Regions from separate parts of the Rattus norvegicus genome. Here region 1 is linked to region 2. The links are chromatin contacts, called in public Hi-C maps. All regions are on one chromosome and are shown on one strand. The core of a region is the stretch at or near the end of the contact, and the rest is flanking DNA. Distances in the headings are between cores, read along the strand shown. Region 1 holds the start of Babam2 (BRISC and BRCA1 A complex member 2). Region 2 holds the start of Fosl2 (FOS like 2, AP-1 transcription factor subunit).

What was found. A called contact is a pair of places that touch in the nucleus more often than the background predicts.
Region 1: a Hi-C map of the A7r5 cell line shows a contact between it and region 2, with 6 times the contacts expected there. The contact joins the promoter of Babam2 here to the promoter of Fosl2 in region 2. A contact is called at or near these places in 12 of 12 Hi-C or Micro-C datasets (the A7r5 cell line, the Rat2 cell line, Schwann cells and 7 more) and 1 of 1 datasets of contacts at active chromatin or transcription factors (oligodendrocytes).

What each region holds. Positions count from the first base shown.
Region 1 is chr6:30,466,017-30,472,908 of GRCr8, reverse strand. It overlaps Babam2 (BRISC and BRCA1 A complex member 2), which reads left to right and starts at 5,568. Exons shown (of 12, transcript NM_199270.2): 1 at 5,568-5,620. It overlaps Rbks (ribokinase), which reads right to left and starts at 5,183. Exons shown (of 8, transcript NM_001108703.1): 1 at 5,058-5,183. The coding sequence starts at 5,149.
Region 2 is chr6:30,032,973-30,040,690 of GRCr8, reverse strand. Fosl2 (FOS like 2, AP-1 transcription factor subunit) reads left to right here and starts at 1,422. Exons shown (of 4, transcript NM_012954.2): 1 at 1,422-1,585. The coding sequence starts at 1,484.

The sequences.
Region 1 (6,892 bases), core at 4,319-6,818, 430 kb before region 2:
CTGGAGATGCAGGTGGTTTGTAAACCACCTAAATTGGGTGCTGGGAACTGAACTTAGGAACTTTGGAAGATCAGTATGTATTCTCCACTTTTAGGTTTAAAAGTAATCTAGGTTTACTACCTCATTTATTCTAGTATCTACTTAAAGTCTTTTGAGAATTAAGCAATCATGTTCTGATTTGCTAAAGCTCAAAGTTACATTTGAGTTCTTTTTCTGAACTCATTGGCCACACATAAGAAAATATCATAGGTGTTAGCTGACATCACAGTCAATTACTCTGGAAACGTGTATTAAAGTTATCTTTCTGGGAGTTTTGGGGGAGTGCATAGGCTGAAAGGGAGGCAGTAAATTAAATGTATCCCTGTAATACTGAAGTGCTGCTGGAGCTCAGAGCTCAGTGATCTCATCATGTCTCATAGCTTTAAATATTTGTACACCAATGACACATTCATAGATTTGTATCTCCAGACTGTACTTCTCTGAATGCCAAACTCATATCTGCCCTTTTGACATCTTCAATCTAATAGGTCAAATGTCTAATGGGTACTTCAACTCTCACACGTCAACCCTGAGCTCCGGATTCAGTCTTCCGCATCTCTTCACAAAGATCAAGTCACACAACTTGGAGTAATCTCTGGCCTGTTACCCTCAGCAGATCCTTTTAGCTCTGCTCCCTTCTAAATGTAATCACAGATACCTGCTGCTCCCCCCACAGAGCTCCCAACTCACCTAGGTTATGGAGATCGACTCCAAATGTGTCTCTTCTTGACTTTGCTCTCACTCTTGTCCTCAGTCTAAGTCAGATTATGTCACTCTTTCACTCAAATCCGATGGCTTCTTATCCATCCAGAGTTGATATAATGATCTTTAGGACTCACTGTGACCTGGACCCCACTCTTTTTTTTTTTTTAAATACTGCAATCCTTCTTGTTAAGTGTTCAGGGCCTTTGCATATGCCATTCCTTTGCCTGGAGCGTTCTTCAGTCATGTATGTCCTTTAGCTAATGTATGGCTCATTGCTTTCCTCCTTTAGGCATTTATGTAAAATCCCACTTCTCAGTGAGGCTTTCTTTGGCTAGGGATCTAAACTTAGTCTTCCTACCCACTGTGTGATTTTTCTCTAGCATTTAACTGAGCACATCACACGATTGGCTTATTTTCATTGATACTGTCTCTGTAGCTTTACAAAGCAGAAAATTTTTGTCTGTGTATCTTTTCTACCTAGGGCAGAAACTGGTACATAGCCTAAATCCAATAAAAATTAGTTGAATGCCTGAAAAGAATGGGTGATATACACGTTATAAAAAATAGGGGCTTAAAGTATGATTAATGCAGGTCTGTAAACTGAATATATAAAAAAAATACCATGTATTTTCCTATCTCTCCTAAGACCAGATTTGATTTCTTTTTTCTTTGTAACATGAAACCTTTTTTAAAGACAGGGAGGGTTTCATGTAGCACAGACTGGCCTTAAACTCCATGTGTGGCTGAGGATGACTCTGACGTCTGATTCTTTTTGCTCCCACTTCCCAAGTGCTGGATTACAGGCATGTGCCATCATGCTTGATACATGAGACCTCATGAAACCTTAGACATGAGTGTTCAAGAAAAAAGGATAATGATGAACACAGATGGGTATACACAGTGTCAGCTGGATGAGCTAATGAGTTTTAAGAATTATTACTACATAAAGCTTACGACACACAGAAAACTAAAATTAAAAAAATGCTCATTGATTGAATTAGCAGTGTCTGGCAAACAGCAGTATATAAAGTAAGTTGGACTTGGATGCCTTCCAAAAAGGCTTAGTGAAGTGGTGTTACTGCTTAAGTGATTCTATAGTACAGGCACGATGTCTAGGCTGGCTACAGTTGAATGCAGGAATAAAATGAGTAATGACGAGACTATTTTTAGACCTGAAGATCTTTATTCTTTATCAGTGTCCAAGATAAACAGAGACTACAGATTTCTACATGGACTTTATACAAAAAGGCAGTGTTATTGGCCTCGCAGAGGCAGAATGACAGCACGGAAAGGTCAGTCTGGGCGTCCTGGGTTCCAGCCTTCATTATGCCTCTGACTGGCTGTGTGATCAAAAGTGAGCCATTTAAGCTCGTGGTCACCTCATATGTAAATGTGAGTGAGGGTGACTGAAAAGACCCAAAGGTTCCCTAAGTGATAGTGTAAGGTTATTTGATGCTTACAGTATGAGTAAAATGTTCTTAAAAGATGCTCACACTATAATCTCTCCAATTTAGAAATATATTGTATACAGCAAGGGAGTACTTAGGTAGTGAATAGCCAATAAGAAGTAATAAGAAAAGGAGATTATCTTGAGTTGTTTACCTGGGATCAGTGTAATACAAGGGTTCTTATAGTGCACATGGACTGGGTTGGGCTAATGCTACTTGAGAAAGACTCGACCAACCACTGTTTGCTATTAAGATGGAGGGGACTTGACTAAAAGAGTAACAGAGAAACTATAAAAATTAAAAAAAAAAAAACATCCCCCAGAAAGGAACTTCACCTATTGACTCCTTGATTTTAGTTTAGTGATTACTGAGACTTATGACCTCCAGAGCTGTAACAAGATTAAGTCAGTCAAATCTATGGCAAATTGTTTCGGCAGTAATAGGAAACTAATATGGCTATGACACATATTTAACAAACAGAGCCAGACCCAATTTTATGCAGGGTTCTGAATAAAAACAAGGTATTTTTGTAGGATTATCTGGTTGGTTTAATCAGATCATGGAAACTTTTTAAGAAAAATCTATGGAAATTTGTAGTCTACGGAATAGTTTTTAACTAGTGACTCATATGAAAAATAGTAATTCAAAATTTTATGAAGAAAATGACAAGGGAAATTAGGAAATTTATCCGTAATGTAGGTTTCTAGGCCCTGGCTTACTTAGCTATAAACTGAAGGGCTCAGTAATATCTTTGATACCCTAGTTGTAGCTGCTTGGAAGTGAGTATTCTTCTAGCAGCCTTCAGATGAAGATGTAGAACTCTCAGCTCCTCCTGCACCATGCCTGCCTGGATGCTGCCATGTTCCCGCCTTGATGATAATGGACTGAACCTCTGAACCTGTAAGCCAGCCCCAATTAAATGTTGTCTTTTATAAGACTTGCCTTGGTCATGGTTGTCTGTTCACATCAGTAACACCCTAACTAAGACAAATGGCATTTCACATTTCAAAATGTGACCTGCCAAACTTTTAAAACATTTACTATCTGGAGCTTTACAGGAAGATGTGCTGACTTTTCCCCTAGAAAAACACGTGAGCCTCCCAGCAAAGGTTTCAAACTGTATTGTTTGCCACTACAGAAAACCACACCTGCCTTGGCATAACTTCAGACAAGGTAGCAGCTCAAACATTTCTGAAAAAGTAAAATTTAGAATTTGGAGAAAGACTTGGTGCTGTAGGCCTTTAATCCCGGCTACAGCGGGGTAGCAAGGCCAAGTGCCTGGGTTCCATGGGACAAGTTCAGCATGGGGACTGAGTGCTCACTGGCCATGCAAGGGACCTGAGTTCAGTATTCAGCACCACACACAGTTATGTAAGCCTTAGTTATTTGTAGCTCTTCTGTCATTGCTATACTTATAAAAATGAGTTTTTGTTTTTAACTCTGTGTGCATACTCTTGGAGGTGTGGGATCCCCTGGGACAGGAGTTACAGGTGGTTGAGATCCAATGCTCTTAACTTTTGAGGCCATCTCCAGTCTCTATAACATACCAAGGTTTTTGTCAATTACACTTGCCTCTCCCAGTCTCCATTTAAATTCCATCTTTTATGTTGTGTTTGGTAACTTGAACACATACACTTATCTATCTATCCTTCCTATGTATGTATGTATGTATGTATGTATGTATGTATGTATCTATCTATCTATTTATCTATCTATTTATCTATCACGTACATATGTATGTATCACATATGTAGAAAAAGTCAGAGAACTTGCTTCAGTCAGTTTTTGTCCTTCCACCACATTGGGATCCAGGGACTGAACTCAGGCCATTAGGCTTAGCTCCTTGACCTCACAGCCATCTTGATGATTGTGACAATTTATAAATGTTTTAAGCAAGATTAAGTTGGATATATGAAGACCCTGGAGCTGTTTTTAAAGTAGATATAGGTGGTTTGGTGCAAGGATATGGCTGTTTTGATTATTACCCTAACGTCTTGTTTCAAGGTTCCTTGTTTTTCCTTTTGGAAAAAACGTTTGGGGACTGATGACATTAAGTTGCTGAGAAATATGACTATTAACATAAACAGAATTAGATGGTTGGATAGTTTTTGGAATACCTGAATTAGTTTTTCTACAATGTATACTGATTTTATGCTTTGAAAGCCGTTTTCATAAAAACAGAGCACACAAAGCAGAAGGAGCTTTCCTATAACCTCTCTGACCTAACTCAACTATTCTCATTTAGCACTAGTTGATCAGTTTTTTAGTGGCTGTAATTACGTTTATTTGTTTTTTTTTTTTTTTGTTTGGTTTTTGAATTCACACTTGGGTTCACCACAAAGGCTGACCCATAGTTTCATTTCTACATAAAAGTAACTGTAAATATGGAACACTGCAGGAAGGCCAACAATCGATTGAGGGCAAAGGTGTCTGTTTGCTTCGATGCCTTATTTCACACGTGTTCAATTCAGTATTACCTAGTAGGGTTTGGTGGATAAAACACATCTTGTCCTCACAACATCCCTGTGAGGAAGGTACAGCACGTTCTCAGAGATTAAAACGTCATGGGGCAGCCTAGCCAAGGAAACAAGTGCAGGTGTTTGGGGGCGCCCGGGGATGTGGGTGTGTCTTTAGAAGTATCAAAGCTTTCATTCATGTGCCCCCCTCCCCGCTCCTCAACCCCTGTCCCTTACCCTGTCATTGACCTCTACCAATTTGAATTCTGCCTTTTCCACTTCAGAAGTCGCACTGTGGCAACCTGAAGTTTATAGCAAAGTTCCATGGAGGGTGCCCACAGATCCGAGGCCCGGACGCCCACAGTGTGGTTCGCCCTCCCGAGACCTTGCGCTGCGGCCCCGCACTAACCTGACCAGGTCGGTCATGCAGGAACCCACCACCACCACTGCTGCCGCCTCTTCCTCCTGCCAGAGCCTCCCGGGCTCCCCTGACGCCGCCATTACTAATCCTCGCTCTTGCTCAACCCGGACGCTGCCCTTTGCCCTTTGCCTGACCCCGTAACCAGGGACGCCACTCCGTCCTCCCTAACGACGCGGGCGTTTCACACGCCTGTGCGGGTCGCCCACTCTAATGCCCGAAACCTCCCCGGCTTTTGGCTGGCCCTGGTTCCTCTGGGACCCGTGTTCCCACCCCGCCTCACGGCACAGGGCTCAACCGCCACGGCAAGAATCACAGAGCGCGCCAAGGTGGAGGCAAGAGCTCCGGGGAACCTTCAGGCGCTACCAGGCCGCCTTCCTCAGCTTCCGGGGGACGCGCACGCCCGGCCGGCTCTGCAGAGGGCGGGACGTCCGGGGGGAGCGCGCACGCATCCGGCCCGCGGTTCGCGCGCAGGTCGGTGCGTCGGTCGGGGGCGCGCTCGGGTAACCTGTACCCTGTCTAGTCGCCGGTTACTGATCGGACTTAAGTTCCAGGTACCTGGACCCGGGCTGGTGCGGGGAGGTTGGATCTCAGTCGCACAGGTGGCGCAGAGAGCCGTGTTTGAGTATGGCCAGAGAGCTAGCCTCTTCAAGAGAAGGCCCGCGTTCCAAAGATGCCCCGCTCGCCCCCCAGCACGCGGATTCCCTCAAGAGCCGGCCTCCAAGATCCGAGGCTTCTCTTTTTCCACATATCTCGTTCAGTCCTGGTCCCTCATGAAGCCCGCCTCTTTTTGCACTTGACGAGGGGCATCATACAATTTGGGAGAAAGGGTTGGGTCCCTTTAGGTTTTCCTCAGAATGGGTGGCCGTTCTTTGGATCTGATCCAGTTCACCCTTCCCGCCCCTCCCCGATGTTGTCCAGTGGAGAAATTGCTCCCCCACAGTAACTTCCCTCGTGCGCCATATGACGTGGACGTGATGCAGCAGGAGGCCACCCCTTTCCGTTCCATGACGTCAACGGGGCACATGTTTCCGTGTTTGTCATCCTCTCCTAATTGCAAGAGCCTGGATGGTGCTTTATGTGTCTTTGTATTCCCCAGACAGCCCGCCCACTAAAAGACCTCATGTGACCTTATCTTGCCGCAGCAGATTTTTATAAAAATTATATATTTGCCTCTTCCTCCTGCAATACGTCAAAATCAGGAAATACAAATTGCAAAACAAGCATTCAGGAGACGCTGGCCACCAAAAATTCCTGCCTCTTTGGGATCTGTTATAATGGTGTCATATGCAAAGGAGAGGGGTGTGTGTGTGTGTGTGTGTGTGTGTGTGTGTTTCCAATCCCTATCCCGCATATTGTACCAAAGAATCATCCTTTTTTTTTTTTTTTTTTTTTTTTTTTTTTGCTTTCAAAATCCTGATTTTGGAGTTTTCTCTCTTTGTTAGTGAAGACCCACCTACTGAAACACCTTGAATCTGCACACAACTTTGTACTGTCAAAAATTTGTATTATAGCTGTTCTGGAAATAAAGACAGAAATCCATTCCCTCAGGTATTATCCTAAAGTCTTGACAGTTGCGGAAGTGGAATGGGTTTTCATAATCGCTAGTGTGGTTTGGCATCTGGAGAAGGTTGTTTCCTTTGGCATTTAATTAGTGAATCATTCAGGCTAGCATTAACACTGGGTCAGCAGTAGCCTAGTTGGTGTTTAGCTGTAAAGCAGTCATGTGTATAAATTCGTGATTTCGTCTTCATATTTACCAAGGTGTACACTTTAAAGATTCACCCGGATGCTTTCTTTAGTGGCCACTGTAATGAGTGCTTGAG
Region 2 (7,718 bases), core at 173-2,672:
TCTCGGCCTCGCGGTGGCGCCGCACTGAGCCGCCCGTCTGGTCTTCAGGCTGCGATTTTTTTTTTTTTTTTCTAAAACCCAGAGCCCAGGCCCGCGCGGCCGCTTTCGGGGCCCCGCCCCGCGCCCCTTCCTTTTGGGGTGGAGGTTGGGGGGGGAGGTAGGGAGGCCAGAGCGCACTCAGGAGCAGGCGAGGGAATCCCTCTCCCTCCACGTCACCCGAATGCGAGGAAACCCGCACTCGCGTCCTCTAACGCAAATGACCATCTTTGGCAACGTGCGCCAATGGAACAGACCAAGGGCGCTGCGCCCCAGGGGGGTGGAGGAGATCTGCAAGAACGCGGGCGGCTTCGGCGCCCCCGTAGTGCGGGGGCCGCCCGCTCCCACCCTCCCCGCCGCCCGCCTTCCTTGCGCGGGGTGTGCGGCTGGCGTCAGCGCGACCGCGAGCAGGGCCGGGAGGGGAGCGCCGCGCCCGCCTCCTCCCCTCCCGCTCCTCTTCCTCCTCCTCCTTGTCCCGGGCCTCCTCCCCCGCCGCCTCGAGCGCTCCTCCCAGCAAGGTGGAGTCTACAGTTGACGTGAGTGGATCCACATGGTGCGGGGCTGGAGAATAAAGAGTGTGGAGTTGAACTCGTGCCATTGTAGTGACTCATCTCGGGCAGAGCGCAGGGGCTCGGAGAGAGACAGCGAGCGGCGCTCGGCAGGGACAGAGAGAGAGAGCGCGCAAGAAAGAGGGGGAGAGAGAGGGGAGGGCGAAGCGAGGCGAGACGCGTGAGACTGGCCGGTCCCAGAGCAGGCACCGGGTGCAGGTCACTGCGACGCGGAGCCACGTCCCTCTCAGCACCGCTCAGCCTGGAACCCCACGGGCGCTGTCCCACCGGCGCGATCGGGGCCGCTGGACCGGCGCTCATCGCCTTGTCCTAAGTCAAGTGTCCGAGTCGCCGGGAAACTCAGGCGGCGAGTTGGCCACAGGAAGTTTATTCTTGGGCTCCTTTTCTAAAAGGAGGAAACAGAAGTTTCTCCCAACCGGCAGCTTTTCTTTTTCGCCCTTTTGGCGCCCTGGGAGATCGGAGAGGGAGTCCCCCAGAGCTGCCAAGCGACACCCGCAGAGCTCCTAGTCTTTTTTGCGTTGCCCATTTTTCTCCAACCCGTAGGTCCGGGCAGAGCTCGGGCTGCGCGCGGGGGCGGAAGGGCGCGCGCAGGGGAGGGACCGAGGGACGCGCCGACTTTTTAGAGGGAGGGACCCGGTGGACAACCGGTTCCGCGGAGCTTGCAGAGCAGAAACGAAGTGCGGTGCGCGGCGATCGGGGGGTCATTTCCCGAGTGTCGCTGCCTCCTGTCTGCCTGGGTTGGGTGGACAGCCCGGGAGCGAAAAGCCCAGTCCGCGGCCGGGCCGGTGGACCAGCGAGCGCGCAGCAAACTGTGCGCGGCCGCGGCGAGGGCGGGGAAGAAAACCACCCTGTTTCCTCTCCGGCCCCCACCGCGGATCATGTACCAGGATTATCCCGGGAACTTTGACACCTCGTCCCGGGGCAGCAGTGGCTCTCCTGCGCACGCCGAGTCCTACTCCAGCGGTGGCGGCGGCCAGCAGGTACGTGCGGGCCGGGGTGCACCTGGCGGCGCGGGCAGACTCCCTCTTCTCGCTCCCAGTGCCTCCACCCCCAACCTCCGTCTTTTCCCTTTCCTCGCTAAGCTAGAAAAATACTTAGGGGTCACCGCTGTAAGTTGTGGGGTTTTGTTCTGTTCCGCCCCTCCCCTCCACTTTTTTTAAACAAGCGGAGAGTGGGCTTGGAGAGCCAACGACACCCTCTCCCCCTTTTCTTACTTAATTTTCCAGAAAAGCTCATGATACTGCAGGTCCCCTCCGGGAAGCCTGTTGCCTCCTTCCGAGCCGCTCTGCCTTCCTTTTCACCTTCCTCTTTCTAGGTAGTGGATAGGCAAGAAAATCTTTGCACCCTCTAAGCCCCTCCCAACCGAAAGGACCCTGCGGGGGAAGGCTTTTTAACCCTTCTTTCTTCTGTTATTCTTCGATCTTAGCTGTTTTCTGAAAAGGCTTGGGGGCTCAGAAACAAGGCTGGGCTCCTTCAAGTGATTGGGAGTGAGGACGAGGGTTGCCTCTGGGAATTAGGTGCGAAGGTCAGTAAGGAAGAAGCTGGCTTTGATTGGCTCTTGACACCTTCTGTGATACCCCCCCTCCAGCTTCCGGTAAGGGTTGGGCAGGAGCCTGTATTTCCCCCGGAGCAGATCCTTGAGGGGCTTGGGGGTACTGGGGCAAAGAAGCTGTCAGAGAGAAGTGGGAGAGAGAGACATCACTTGGGCTCCTGAGTGGTTTTAGAAGTAGAAAAACAACTCTTTTTCTAAAGCAGCCAGACTGGTTTGCACTGAGGGATCTTGCCTGTAATCTATGTCTCTGTAGGTACTGGTGGGGCGGTGGGGGGCCGTGGGGTATCTGACTTGTGTAGCAGGAACCGCATACAAGAACTTGCGAGGGAATTGCATGCACACACAAGGTTCCCTGCCACCTGAAGCCCACCTCAGCCAGCATTGGGAGTTCCTAGACAAGCTGGCTGCAGCATGAGTTACTCCATAAGCCAATGGCTATGGCCTTGACTTTGACCTTTAGAGGTCAGGGGTCTTCCAGGGAGGGGTGAACTGAGCTGAGAAATATAGAAATATGGGTTTCTTTGTAATCTGATGAGAAAGGCATCTCTCAAAGTAATGTCCCATGTCTGAAGAGTCCTTACAAATGGCTTTTCTGTGTGTTCTCTCTACCCGCCCTCCCCCATACCTATTAAGCACCCCCTGTGGATAGCCTGGTCTAAGCGTTGAGGGTGCAGTCAATGAACCCTTACCACTGAGCACAAAATCACATCTCAAAAGTAGTTGCTTATATTTGTGTCCCTGTGCAGTTGGTGTTTTGGGCTGAATCCAAACATCATTCACCAATGGATTTAGAGTCATTTATACCTGTTGTTCCCCTACTTTCCAATCCAATAACCCTACCCCAGGTACCTCTCCTTCCCAATCATCGTAGGAGCCTGGAATTTCTTCTGTTTCTTCCACTAATGAGACCAAGGCAGTGAGCACTGACTGACATAGTACAATCTCCTGGCCTGGATGAAGTCAGACCGGACATCAGTGCCCCTACTGAATAATCTGTGTCACTAGGGCTTTGAGCCCAGGATGTAAGCAGAGGCAATTCCCTGTTTTGGAAGCAAATCAGACAGGAAACCGATGCTCGGATGAAGGAAGAGAGCTCCGTCCAGCCGTGTGTAATGGGGCCTCATTACCCAAGCAAAAAGCAGCTGTTGGCTAATTCCTAGCATGCTGTAACACATGAGGATTTTGCAATTAGCAACAACCAGTGCATGGGATTCTCAGGTCCGGCTGCCCATTCTGCTCAGCGGCAGGAGCAAAAAGTCTTTCAAACCAGAGGCATTGGCCACTTCAGCCAACTCTCAGCCTGGCCTCTCTGCTCCTTGCCCATGTAGTGGGTGGGAGATGGGGAAGGGGAGGAGGGCTTTCTCTTCCCTGCTCTGACTTTCTGCAAAAACAGTTCTGTGGTCCCAATGATAGGCGTCTGCTTTTCTTACTTCCCAACTCCGAGCTACGACGCACCCTGATCTGGGTTCAAGGTAACTTTATTACATGCCAGATTAAGTCTGAAATCAACTCTGCTCCCAGCCGCCTTCTCGGGGACCGGGAAGATTTCCTGGCAGTTAGTGACTGGGCCTTCCTCCTTTATGGTAGCACTGTAGACCAATCATTGTGAGATGTTCCTGGTTTTCCCTGTTCTCCTTGTTTGTGGGGTCCTGTGTCCCCGATATGTTTGCTGCCCGCCACTTCCCCTCTCTGTCTAACTTCATAAGGTCTTGGGAAGCAGACAGCTTTGTTAAGACCTCTGCCTGGTGTACATGGCAGGAACTCGGAACATGAAAAATATTTCCTGCTGTAGCTGTAATCTCAATCTCAAAGGTTAATCGCCGGCAGTTCCATTTTCTTGGAGATAGCTGGATGTCCCTCCCGCTCCTGGAGTTTGCTTCATTGTTGTGATTTTCTTTTTTTTCCCTGGGACAACACCTCCAGATATATGCTGTGCCTTGCTCCTTGGCTGTTACGGTTTCAGGGCCCTGGCATTACGCAATCCAGCCAGTTACACAAACATAGGTCATTTCATAACTTGTTTTCTTCAGCCAGGCCCCCTTCAAATGAAAAACAAAACAAAACAAGACACGGAACTTTTCCAAGGTGGCTATCTGTTCTGATGACTTGTGAGAGTAAGTCAAGGACATTTCCTTCTGGAACAGAGAATATCAGACCAACCTTTTCCCTCTGCCACATTCTCCCAACAGGCGTGTACACACACACACACACACACACACACACACACACACACACACACACACACACACACACAAAATTCCCCAGAGTGAACTTTTGCCAACTGTACCAGGCTGGGACATTCCTCACATCAAACAACTTTTACCAGAAATGACTGTGATTTCCCAAGTCAGCCTCAACCGTACCCCACTAGTGCCCCCTACAGGACATTTTTGGAAGAACTATCCTGAGAATGTATTTTTCCAGTCTCCAGAGTGTTAAACTTGGTTAGTTTTCCAAATTCTTAGAATTTTTCTTCTTAGTTAAGGCAAACAAGTGCCGTATATTTAACAATAACTAACCACAAATGGCTTGAATTAAAGTGGAGTTTTTTTTTTAAGAAAAAATCTCTCTCTATATATATTTTTTAAATAAAGCCTGTTTGGAAAAAAGGGTGCTTTTCTCTTGTTCACAAGGGTGCCCTCCCCATGGTGTTTTCAAATACCCAAGGATGTTTTCCCTATGTGCTTGCGTGAGGAATGTTGGGGAAGGGAGATGCAAATTAGGGGTCTGGTGCTTTCTCTCTGTTCATTTCCCTTGATCTTCCAGATGTTATAAATTAGGATCACACAGTTACCCCAGGAATGCGTCTGTTCTGGGGATCCCTGGTGGTGGAAGTGCCCTTCAGTTCCTTACCACCACGGGATGAAGGAGTAGTCATACACTGTCTGAGTGGCAGGTGAATTTTCCTTTCCAAAACCCTGAGTGCATTTCCCTTATTGTATTTCTGCCTGTCTTGTTATTCACACTGAATATAAATTTTGAAGGCTTGAGGTGGATTTTGGGGGCTTTTTGTTGTTTTGTTTTTTTCTTACTACAAACACGCCAAAGCCTAGACACATAGATCACACATATCACCATCATCATCACCATCATCATCATAATCACCATCACCACCACCATCACCATCATCACTATCATCACCATCACAATCATCACCATCATCACCATCATCACTGGTCTCCTCCACCCTTGCTGGACTATATGCTTAGCTGAAGACTGAGGCTGCTGGGCTCAAGGGCTTTGCAATACTGGGGTTTTTTGTTTGTTTGTTTGTTTGTTTTTATTTTTCTCGGTGCATTTAAAAAATTCTCCTTGCTAACAAATCTTCCCTTGAATGGTGAATTTGATATTTGAAAATGACCAGGAAGTCTTTGGAATTAAGTCTGACACACGAAGTCGGAATGGACAGACTTGGGGTCCAGTATAGAGTGAGACCCCGAGTCTTGTTGCTTCTCAGTCTCCAGAGTTCATTTGGAAAGAGGTCCTCCCATTCCGAGCCCACAAAATGGCCCCTTGCTGACAGCATCTTTGCGTTGATGCCTTGGACATTTTTTTTCTCTTTGTTGCACAGGAAGATTCTGGTTTATGTGTCGAAAGGGAAAACTTAGCCTCATTGCTGGGTAGACATAGCTCGTCTCTATTGTAGGTGGCGAGTTGTGACCTCAGCATATCAAAATAATGTCAGCTGCTCTGATTGAGGTCAATGTATCTGTCCCAAATCCCGCTTGGTAACTTGACCCTCTCAGCAAACTGAGCCAGTGACAACTCTGAATCAGCCTTGTCAAGTGGCCGATGTCGCTGGGCTTCCGAGAGAGAGAGAGAGAGAGAGAGAGAGAGAGAGAGAGAGAGAGAGAGAGGAAGAAGAAGAAGAAGAAGAAGAAGAAGAAGAAGAAGAAGAAGAAGAAGAAGAAGAAGAAGAAGAAGAAGAAGAAGAAGAAGAAGAGAAGAGAGGAGAGGAGAGAGATATGACGGACCACTAGCCCTCCTGTGGAAGCAGGCTACCGGGTCCACAGGTTCATGTCTTGTACGATGGGGGGTGGGGTCCTGACAAGAGTCAAGAAAGACATGGGAAACAGGGTGGGCAAGCCTGGTCTGATTGACCGCAGAACTTGGAGGATGGGTGAGAGGAGGGATTCTCCAATTCAGGAGTGGGGCTCTTGCCAGAAAGAGCAAGGGATGGGGAGACCTGGGGATAACACCCCACGGAGGAGGGGAGGAGCTCTGCTTCTTTATGTTTCTGGCTTTCCTTCATCCAGTCAGCGAAGTACCACTGGCAAGACTAGTTCTTTCACATGAAGCTGGGACAGAGAAGAGACTGGTGGGGGATAGGTCCCCCGTGATACATTTGTACAGTGTAGAAGTTTGGAAATTGTGAGTTATTAACAGCTATTTCCATTGTGACACAAATGGTATTTCCTTCGACGAGAAAGGCCAGAGGTCAAGGTGATAGCCAGCGTAATGCTGTACTAGAGGCTGTGCAAGGAAGGCACCCAGGCTCAGTGAACACACACTTGCCTGATGTTGGTGTTGGGCCTAAGCAGTGTGAAGAGAACATTGCCCTTTACCCCCTCCCCCCAGTCTGCTGGGGTGTTGGGTTTCCCTAGTTGAAGCTATAGAAAGGATCTAGACCAGGTCTGTCCTAGATGGTGCGCTCACCTTCCCGCCTGGTGGAGCAGGTTTCAGGGTCCACGGGTTCATGTCTTGTATGATTGGGGTCCAAGAAGGACCTGGCTAAGAGGACAGGCCAAGAACACCAAGCTTGACTTCTATTTAAATTCTGCCTACCCAGCTCAGGACTCTGGGAGAGCCTCCATCAAAGTAAGCCATAGGGATGGTGGTCTAAACTTGTTCTGAGACTCTTCAGCAAGACTATGAGGTATAATTCCTTCCGAACCCAAGGTCCTGTTGTTCAGTCCGAATGACTGTTTTCCAAGCCAGCAGCTTCTGTGCTGAGAGACTTCTCTGGCCGACTGAGTTGACCTCTGACTGACAGCACACTCACTAAGTGAGCAGTCCATTGTGCCTCAAGCACAGAATGCTACTGGATAACACTGAAGTCCCCAAACCCCCAAGGACCCACAACAAAGCTTGTAGGGATTTGAACTTTTGCTCAGGGTCTGGAGGTCCAAGTTGGCGAGTGACTTCCATCTCCTTGGTTTCCCGGGTGAGAAGGGTATCTCTTCTTTTGTTTGTTTTTTGGTTGGTTTTTGCTTGTTCCTCTCTCTTGTTTCTCTCCAACCTGAGCCTAGCAGACCAAGCTGTATTTGTAAGTGAAGTTTAATGAGGTCCAGGGGTGCCCATTTGCTCACATATTCCCTACTGGTGCTCCCTTCTGTAATGGTGGAGCAGAGTTGCAACACAGATGGTTTAGGCCCAGAAAGATTAAAACTTTCTCCCCTCTGGCTTCTTCGAGCGGAGCTCACCAGATTCGGCTCTGGGAGGTCTATGAGGGCCGTTTGTCCTTTTATAGACATTTACCCAAAAGTTGACAGGGAGACACAGTTTTTTTTTTTTTTAAGTACTTAGAAGCTCTGCTAGGCTGAATGCCACGTAGCCACCCA